Linked DNA regions of Xenopus laevis: region 1 is linked to region 2. Evidence: chromatin contacts called from public Hi-C data. All regions are on one chromosome and are shown on one strand. The core of a region is the stretch at or near the end of the contact, and the rest is flanking DNA. Distances in the headings are between cores, read along the strand shown.

Region 1 (3,936 bases), core at 1,370-3,869, 150 kb before region 2:
TGAGGACTTTAATTATAGCAATCATTGGCTCACGCATTAAAAAAAAAAACCACCAGTTTGGGATTTCATCATTTCACAGTGGAAAATGCCAGCCAAATGAGTTGGATCTTCAAAGGCTCCTGTGACTGCAGGCTCAGTTTCAGAGTGTTGCTAGGAGCAGTTAGTCCCAGTTCTGGAAGTATTCAAACAATGGATTCTTAAGACTTGTGTCCCTGAGGGAAAAGCTCTTACTAGTGTACTTGTACTCAATCATTAAATTCAAACATTGAGTTCCTGCTGGAAACCTTGTGTAATACCGAGTCACTGTTGCCAGTGCGTGGGATCAGCGTGGCCCTAATTCCAGTCTTTGGCTGTTGGGTGGGGGCAATATTCCTCTCTCTGAATATGGGGTTGAGGTGGGCATCAGAGATGTAGGGTAAGTAGCAAACTGAGATGAGGAAACAAGAATTTAGCCTACAGCAAATTCCTTAGGGCAATGAAATACTGAAGGGGGTGTTAACAAAACCTGACAATGTCCTTCAAACGGGACAGTTGCTTGGGAGCTCATCTAACCCCTGCTACTGGGCAGCAAACTGGAAAATGAGGTTCAGTGTTGATAAATGCAGGTTATGCACTTTGGCAAAAATAATATAAATGCAAGTTATACACTAAATGGCAGTGTGTTGGGAGTTTCCTTAAATGAGAAGGATCTTGGGGTCTTTGTAGATAACACGTTGTCTAATTCTGGGCGGTGTCATTCTGTGGCTACTAAAGCAAATAAAGTTCTGTCTTGCATAAAAAAGGGCATTAACTCAAGGGATGAAAACATAATTCTGCCTCTTTATAGGTCCTTGGTGAGGCCTCATCTGGAGTATGCAGTGCAGTTTTGGACTCCAGTCCTTAAGAGGGATATAAATGAGCTGGAGAGAGTGCAGAGACTAAGTGCAACTAAACTGGTTAGAGGGAGGGAAGACTTAAATTATGAGGGTAGACTGTCAAGGTTGGGGTTGTTTTCTCTGGAAAAAAGGCGTTTGCGAGGGGACATGATTACACTTTACAAGTACATTAGAGGACATTATAGACAAATAGCAGGGGACCTTTTTACCCATAAAGTGGATCACCGTACCAGAGGCCTCCCCTTTAGACTGGAAGAAAAGAACTTTCATTTGAAGCAACGTAGGGGGTTCTTCACAGTCAGGACAGTGAGGTTGTGGAATGCACTGCCGGGTGATGTTGTGATGCTGATTCAGTTAATGACTATAAGAATGACTTGGATGATTTTTTTGGACAGACATAATATCAAAGGCTATTGTGATACTAAACTCTATAGTTAGTATAGATATGGGTATATAGAATTTATGTAAAAGTAGGGAGGGGTGCATGTATGGATGCTGGGTTTTCATTTGGAGGGGTTGAACTTGATGGACTTTGTCTTTTTTCAACCCAATTTAACTGTGTAACTATGTAACCTGTACATTATGGACTTAAATTGGTTGTTGGCCAACCAGTAGCCCATCTCCAAAGCCTACTGTCGGCTTTGGAGATGGGACATCCCCAGCAAGAGAGGTGCATGCTGCCGTTACACTTGGGTGAAATCGCCCAAGTATTTCGTCTCCTGGAAACCCTCCCAGTGTGAAACTGGTCCTGCAATCTTGCATGATATATGAGTATGGACCTTAATGGACGCACTAGTGGGTGAATGTGGGAACTCAGGGCTCAGTAATTGCAGCACTTTGCACCCTGTGCTTTGTGCTGATGCAGTGCTCTGTGTGCAAGGAAGCTCTGTACTTCAACAGAATGCCAAGCCAGAATGCAGAATTTTTGGAAATGACTAGGAGGTGGCTATAGCGGGGTGTGCAGTATGTCTAACCAGTTTCCCACCACATAGCAGCCATATCCTTGGTACCAACCAGCGAAGGGAGATCACCCACTGACCATTTGTTCAGCACCTTTGAAAAGAATAAGTCACTGGGTAACATACCATGCAAATACTGTATACGTTTATAGCATGTCACAGCTATAGATAGTATATGCTAATAATCAATACTATAATAATAAAATATAATACATGGTGAGTTGTACTAGAGCAGGAGTGCCCATACTTCACTGATGCGAGGTCTACTTTTAGTGATGTTGTCCCTATATGATCTACATCCATGAAAGCAGTGTTTGCATTCTGTTCCATGGAAAATATTACTTAAATGTTGATTTATGAGAAAATACTGTATATATTGCTATATTTAACAAACAACTATTTCTTATGTAACATTAATGTAATAAGTATCTAAATGAAAATCATGACAGGAGGGTGATTTAGACAAGCTGTTTGTTGACAGTGTCTTGAGATCTACTGATCACCAGCTAAAGGTCTACTGGGAGATCCCGATCTACCTTTTGGGCACCCCTGTCCTAGAGTGTAAGAGGTTTGATGTTATTATGCACGCCCCATAAAATCCAGCACATTTCCCTGTAGGGATAGATGGAGATGGTGTGACAACCAGAAAAAAACCTGATGGGCCCCGTCCTTCATGGGCCTCACTAACTCAGGCCTGCTCCATTGCTCGGACTCAGACCTGCTCCCCTGCCAGGAACATCCCCTCTCTCTGATGACAGGCAGAAAGTTCAGGAGATGGAGGTATAAGGTGGGGGGCAGTGCTGAACATGAGGGGGAGAGGGACCCCAGGAGGAGGGACCTTCAAATCAGCCCAGATGAGCCCCAGACACCCCAGTCCAACCCTGTCCCCACTTTTTGGACAATTATCGTACCCAGACATTGCTATGATCCACTCAATCCATGGCCACATTTTGCAAAGCCTTATCCCCTTGAGGTTTTGCCATTCAACACTCTCCTGTCTATACTGGGACAAGCAGGAGTTAAGTGCTAGCTATACACTATAATATTATGCCATAACTGTATAGAAGTATATTCATTTAGCAGTTTAGGGACATTTTTTTGATGCATTATATTTATGTATGTGCAGCACTATAAAATCTCATCTCTCCCCACTTGGAGGTGCTGCTGTGTCTTTACCATAAATTCTTGCTCTTTTTACCTTAAAAACTCTTAAAAACAGTGGGCAAGTTTTTTCACTAGCCTGATTTCCCTATACAGGGATACTGGGGGGTTCTAATTTAACAGCAGCCGGGGGGGACTGCAGGATTCTCTGTTAAAAGGAATACACTATTTATATTAAACAGTCCGTCCCTAATTTTCTTTAGATTAATTTGTACAAATTAAAAGACATTTGCAAGAAAAAAAGGGGAAAGTTGTGAGCATATCCTGTAAGTCGTTTCCTGGTGCTGCTTTCAGCTCCCTATCAGATAAACATCTCTGGATAGAGAGAATTGGGCGCACATCAGTCCCAGCTATGGAAACATTTTCCCAAACACAAGAGACTGAGTTTGGAGAACAACAAGTTCTTGCGGGCCGGCTGCCAGGCACACTCACTGCAATTATTCACTGTCCTCAGAGGCTCCCGCGTGAAAAGGGAGAAAAGAAAGGGAAAGAAAAACAAACACTGCCAGTTTTAATTCCAGCAATGCAAAACTTATTCTGCAAAATAATATTTGTTAACAATTATTAAATTGTGATATGGTTTTAGGCTTCAAACTCAAAATAATGCTTTGGGTTTTAAAATTTTTGGGCCCAGTCATTTGTAGGGACCCATTTATTGCAGGGACCATGAAAACCACAATATTGTTTAGTACGACACAAGGGATCCAAAGGGAACAAATTCAAGTTTAGTGTACAAAGTGCAGTGACAGATACAACCCCCAACTCTACTGATTTATCCTTTTCGGAATCTGTATAGTTATCCATTCCATCATCACATACATTGGCTAAATTCAACAGCCCATTGCATGAATGGCTTGAATCTCTGAAGTCATAGGTTCTGCTCAATTGCCATGCCCCCATCTTGTGAATGACAGATTAGAAATTACACTTAACGCTGATAA
Region 2 (3,994 bases), core at 1,181-3,680:
AATACTATCCGAAAAGAGAAACTGTCACGTCATTGTGAGCCTTATAATGAGCTCCTATGGGATTTAGTAGGGTGTGTCCATGTTGGTTTCTCTGGTTTCTTAGCAGGCACGTCCTCCGTTCCCTGGGACACACTCACGAGCATTTTATATGCCCTCCAAAGCTGTTCTTATATGGAACATTATCAGTTCCACGCTGTCACCTGAATGTCACTGCTGCCTTTGTGTTGTACTAAAGTCACAAGATAATTGCCTCCACCAAAAAGGAGTTCAAGCTTCCCGCAGTCCTATGTTTTTTTTTGTACAGTGCTTGAGGTACTATGGATTGCAGTGTTAAACAGAATCTGCAAGAGTTTAGAGCAGGGGTCCCCAACCTTTTTTACCCGTGAGCCACATTCAAATGTAAAAAAATTTGGAGAGCAACATAAGCATGCATAAAGTCCCAGGGGTGCAAAAATACAGGCTTTGGTGGCCCCTATGTGGATTGGCAGCCTACAAGGGCTTTCATTTGTAGTACACGTGTTTTTTATGCAACTAAAGCTTTACTTCAAACCAGAAATTCAAAAATAAGCACCTGCTTTGAGGCCACTGGGAGCAACATCCAAGGGGTTGCAGAGTAACATGTTGAGCCAGTGGTTTAGAGTGTGTCTATAGATTATACAGTGAATAAAGTACCCCCTCTTGTAAAATATAAGGATATTATAAGTTATATTATAAGTTACCGAGGAGTTTCATGACCATATAAAAACACGCGGCTGAAGGCCATGGAACTCCGAAGTGACTTCTAATATCCATATATTTTGCAACAGGGGGTACTTTATTTATTATAATACACAAGTTTGTCCTGTGACAGAAATGACATCACTACTCACCGTTTCTAACTGATGACATCACTACTCATCGTTTATCAGTACTCACTGTTTATAAGGATATAATTTACAAGATATTCATGGCTTTTGTGTATTATAACTCTGATACTTTACAGTGGATTTTAAGGAGAAGTCTGGTGTATGAGAAATAGTTCAGTATCTATTTAGGTCCCAGTATCGTCTGATCAGTTACTAAATCGCTGCTCCTTCACCTTTTTCTCAGGGCACCTAAATATAATCTTGGAGTCAGATTAGCAACCTAAACCTTGTTTAAATTGTGCCTAAATTAGGATGAAATTTTGTATGGGAACCTGTAAGGACGCCCTGCACTAGGTTAACCCCTCAGAATTGTGCCTCATTTCTAATATTTGTACAGCAAAGGAACGTTAAAGAGGTGGTTCACCTTTAAATTAACTTTTAGTATGTTATAGAATGGCTAATTCTAAGCAACTTTTCAATTGGCTGTCATTATTTATTTTTTTATAGTTTTGAAATGATTTGCCTTCTTCTTCTAACTGTCCAGCTTTCAAATGGGGGTCACTGACTCCACCTAAAAGCAAATGCTCTGTAAGGCTACACATTTAATGTTATTGCTACTTCTCTTTCTATTCAGACCTTCTCCTATTTATATTCCAGACCCTAGCAACCAAAATTGCTGAAATTGCAGAGCTGCTGAATAAAAAGCTGAATAACTGAAAGACCACAAATAATAAAGAGTTAAAACCAATTGAAAATTGTCTCAGAATATCACTATTTACATCATACTAAAAGTTCATTTAAAGGCGAACAACCCCTTTAAATCCTTGGCATTGTGCTTATTACATTACTGGCTTACCTTGCACCCCCTCTGTTTCTCCCTTGTGTTTTCAATAGTCCATAAAGCGATGGGAGCTTTTAGTATAATACTTAGCACAACTCATATCTGGTCACGAAAGAGTTAATCAGTGTAGGTCAGCAGATAAACAAAGGCATATTAGTTCTTGTTTAAAGCAGCCGACGGGTCCCCCTACTGGTGAATGTTATAAATCCATCGCTTGTGTTTGTGCTATTCCCTAGAAACAGTCAAATAACAGCATATTGAAAACCATAAGGAAAGGGATATTGGGTTTTATTAGCGCCATAAAGTGATTCAAACAACCCTTTTGTTTGTTATCCCCTCCAGCAACAACCCGATTAAGTATTTAGCCTGTAATTCATTATATTTTTTATATTCACATAATATGGGGGCGGGGGATGGGATGCTCTTGTGCAAAATTCATACCTTCTTATATGTTGGTGTTCAGCCTTATGATAACGAATACCCTGATTGTCCGCTCTAGTTTAAGACATCAGTTATATTATTAATCGAGTGGCTGCTAAAAATCACAGGGCATCTGTTTAATTCATATTTGGGATTTTTTTACTTGGGTTGCAGCTGCCTTGCTGATGTCTCATGTAGTGGTCTTTGTGTATAATGATGCAGATTCTCCGTATAAATCGGCCCTTGTGCCTATGAGAACCCTGTGTGCTCTTCTGAATGACAAAAACAGCTGAGAACAGCAGCGCCTCCACCTTCTTTTGTCTGTCCTGCTCCTTTTCAGGGTCCCGCCCATCCTTGCAGAGACATTTAGGATTGGCCGGAATGTCTGGCAGGAGGAGCAAATGAGATTGTTTTCCTTCTCCTGCGTGACATCACTCTATTTGTCTCGGTGCTGGGAGCCTGAAAGCTCATTAGAGGATTTGCTGGCAGAGGACGCGCACTGTGGATTCTCACTCTCAAAACCATGAAGCCTTTATATTGTGTTTTTATGCACTGAGGACTGCACTTTCTAAAACCAAAGGATTTTTTTTTTTTTGCATTTGTTTCAAACAGGGAATAAGCTACTGTAAAGGACAGACCAGAGAAGCTCCACCCAGACCCTTTGCTCTCTCTAATGTGCAGTAACGATGAGCCCTGCCTTCGGAGCCATGGAAGTGGAGCACTACGCAAAGGGAGTCCTGCTCGAGCCTTTTTTACACCAGGTCGGGGGACATTCGTGCGTCCTTCGCTTTAATGACAAAACAATCTGTAAGCCATTGATTCAAAGGGAGCATCTGTTCTATGAAACACTCCCTGCAGAGATCAGGAAGTTTACACCACAGTATAAAGGTACGTTTTCCCTTCTTTCTATGGAAGCCACGTTTATTTCAACTGTTTCTGGTATCCTCTGTTCTCCCTAAAACGCTTCTCTGCAGAAGCCTTTGGGGAATTTTTTTGTTCTTTTTCACATATTTCAATGTTGTCAGGGACAGGCTTTGATGCGTGAGTTGGCGATGCTTACCATTGGGTCTCTTGGCTGACTAAAAGCATTACAGTTTAGACAAGCTGTGCTTGGGGCCTTAAGTCTCCCATAGTCTCCCAGTAGGTAAGTGGAACTTGTTCAGACCAGCTCTTAGAAATAAATGATCATCTGAATCTTTCTTTCCTCTGTGCTATCATTTTCTTCTGCCTTCACTCTTTGAAAGCTGATTACAATTCTCCCATTTATATTTTAATGTTCCTGCTTAGAATGAAATGGCCTAAGCCTAATACTGAAGAGGAAAAGGATGACAGGGATAAATAACCCATTCTGTTTGCATCCTGTAGTAAGTAATTAGACTCGGATGCCGTTAGTTGCAACTCTTGAAATTATCTGCTTTTGTGATACTTTCTGGATAACGTTGAATATTCTTTTCAGTATATTCATTCTTTTTCTCATTTTCCTCTTTCCATATTTCTCATATATATGGACTGTATGAGGTCCTTCATTTAACAAAAGAAACACAAATGTGTTAATGGTATATAACAACACATTTAAATGTTCTTTGAAAGGTTGGGAACCAGCATTTATGACTGTTGTCTTATCGTCTCTGCTTCTTTCCACTATTTTGTTTTTAGTATGGTGAAGGGTGGTCTATTTACACAGAATTAACTGTGATATATTGACAGGCTGTTTGCTAGATGGCTTTAACCCTCTATCCTTGTAGCCATTCCTTTTTGTGCTTGGAAGCAGTGGTCTGAGCTTCTGCAAAACCTTCCCAGCTACTGTAAGTCCAGGGTCCTGCACCTCTCTCCCAGCAGTCCTGAGGGACATGAGCAGCAAGAACGCATGCAGACTCTAGAAAGCAGA

The links. A called contact is a pair of places that touch in the nucleus more often than the background predicts.
Region 1: a Hi-C map of the XL177 cell line shows a contact between it and region 2, with 4 times the contacts expected there. The contact joins two enhancer-like sites. A contact is called at or near these places in 2 of 4 Hi-C or Micro-C datasets (the XL177 cell line and the XTC cell line).

The regions. Positions count from the first base shown.
Region 1 is chr4L:136,792,959-136,796,894 of Xenopus_laevis_v10.1, reverse strand. No RefSeq gene overlaps it. Among protein-coding and RNA genes, the nearest start is that of prkar2a.L, 66 kb to the left of the region's middle. Within about 2 kb of position 2,619, at least 1 of the 7 cell types and tissues checked has an H3K27ac peak or open chromatin away from gene starts, as enhancers often do.
Region 2 is chr4L:136,637,842-136,641,835 of Xenopus_laevis_v10.1, reverse strand. It overlaps ip6k2.L (inositol hexaphosphate kinase 2 L homeolog), which reads left to right. Exons shown (of 2, transcript NM_001086408.1): 2 at 2,719-3,994. The coding sequence starts at 2,793. The coding sequence ends at 3,065. Among protein-coding and RNA genes, the nearest start is that of ip6k2.L, 22 kb to the left of the region's middle. Within about 2 kb of position 2,430, at least 3 of the 7 cell types and tissues checked have an H3K27ac peak or open chromatin away from gene starts, as enhancers often do.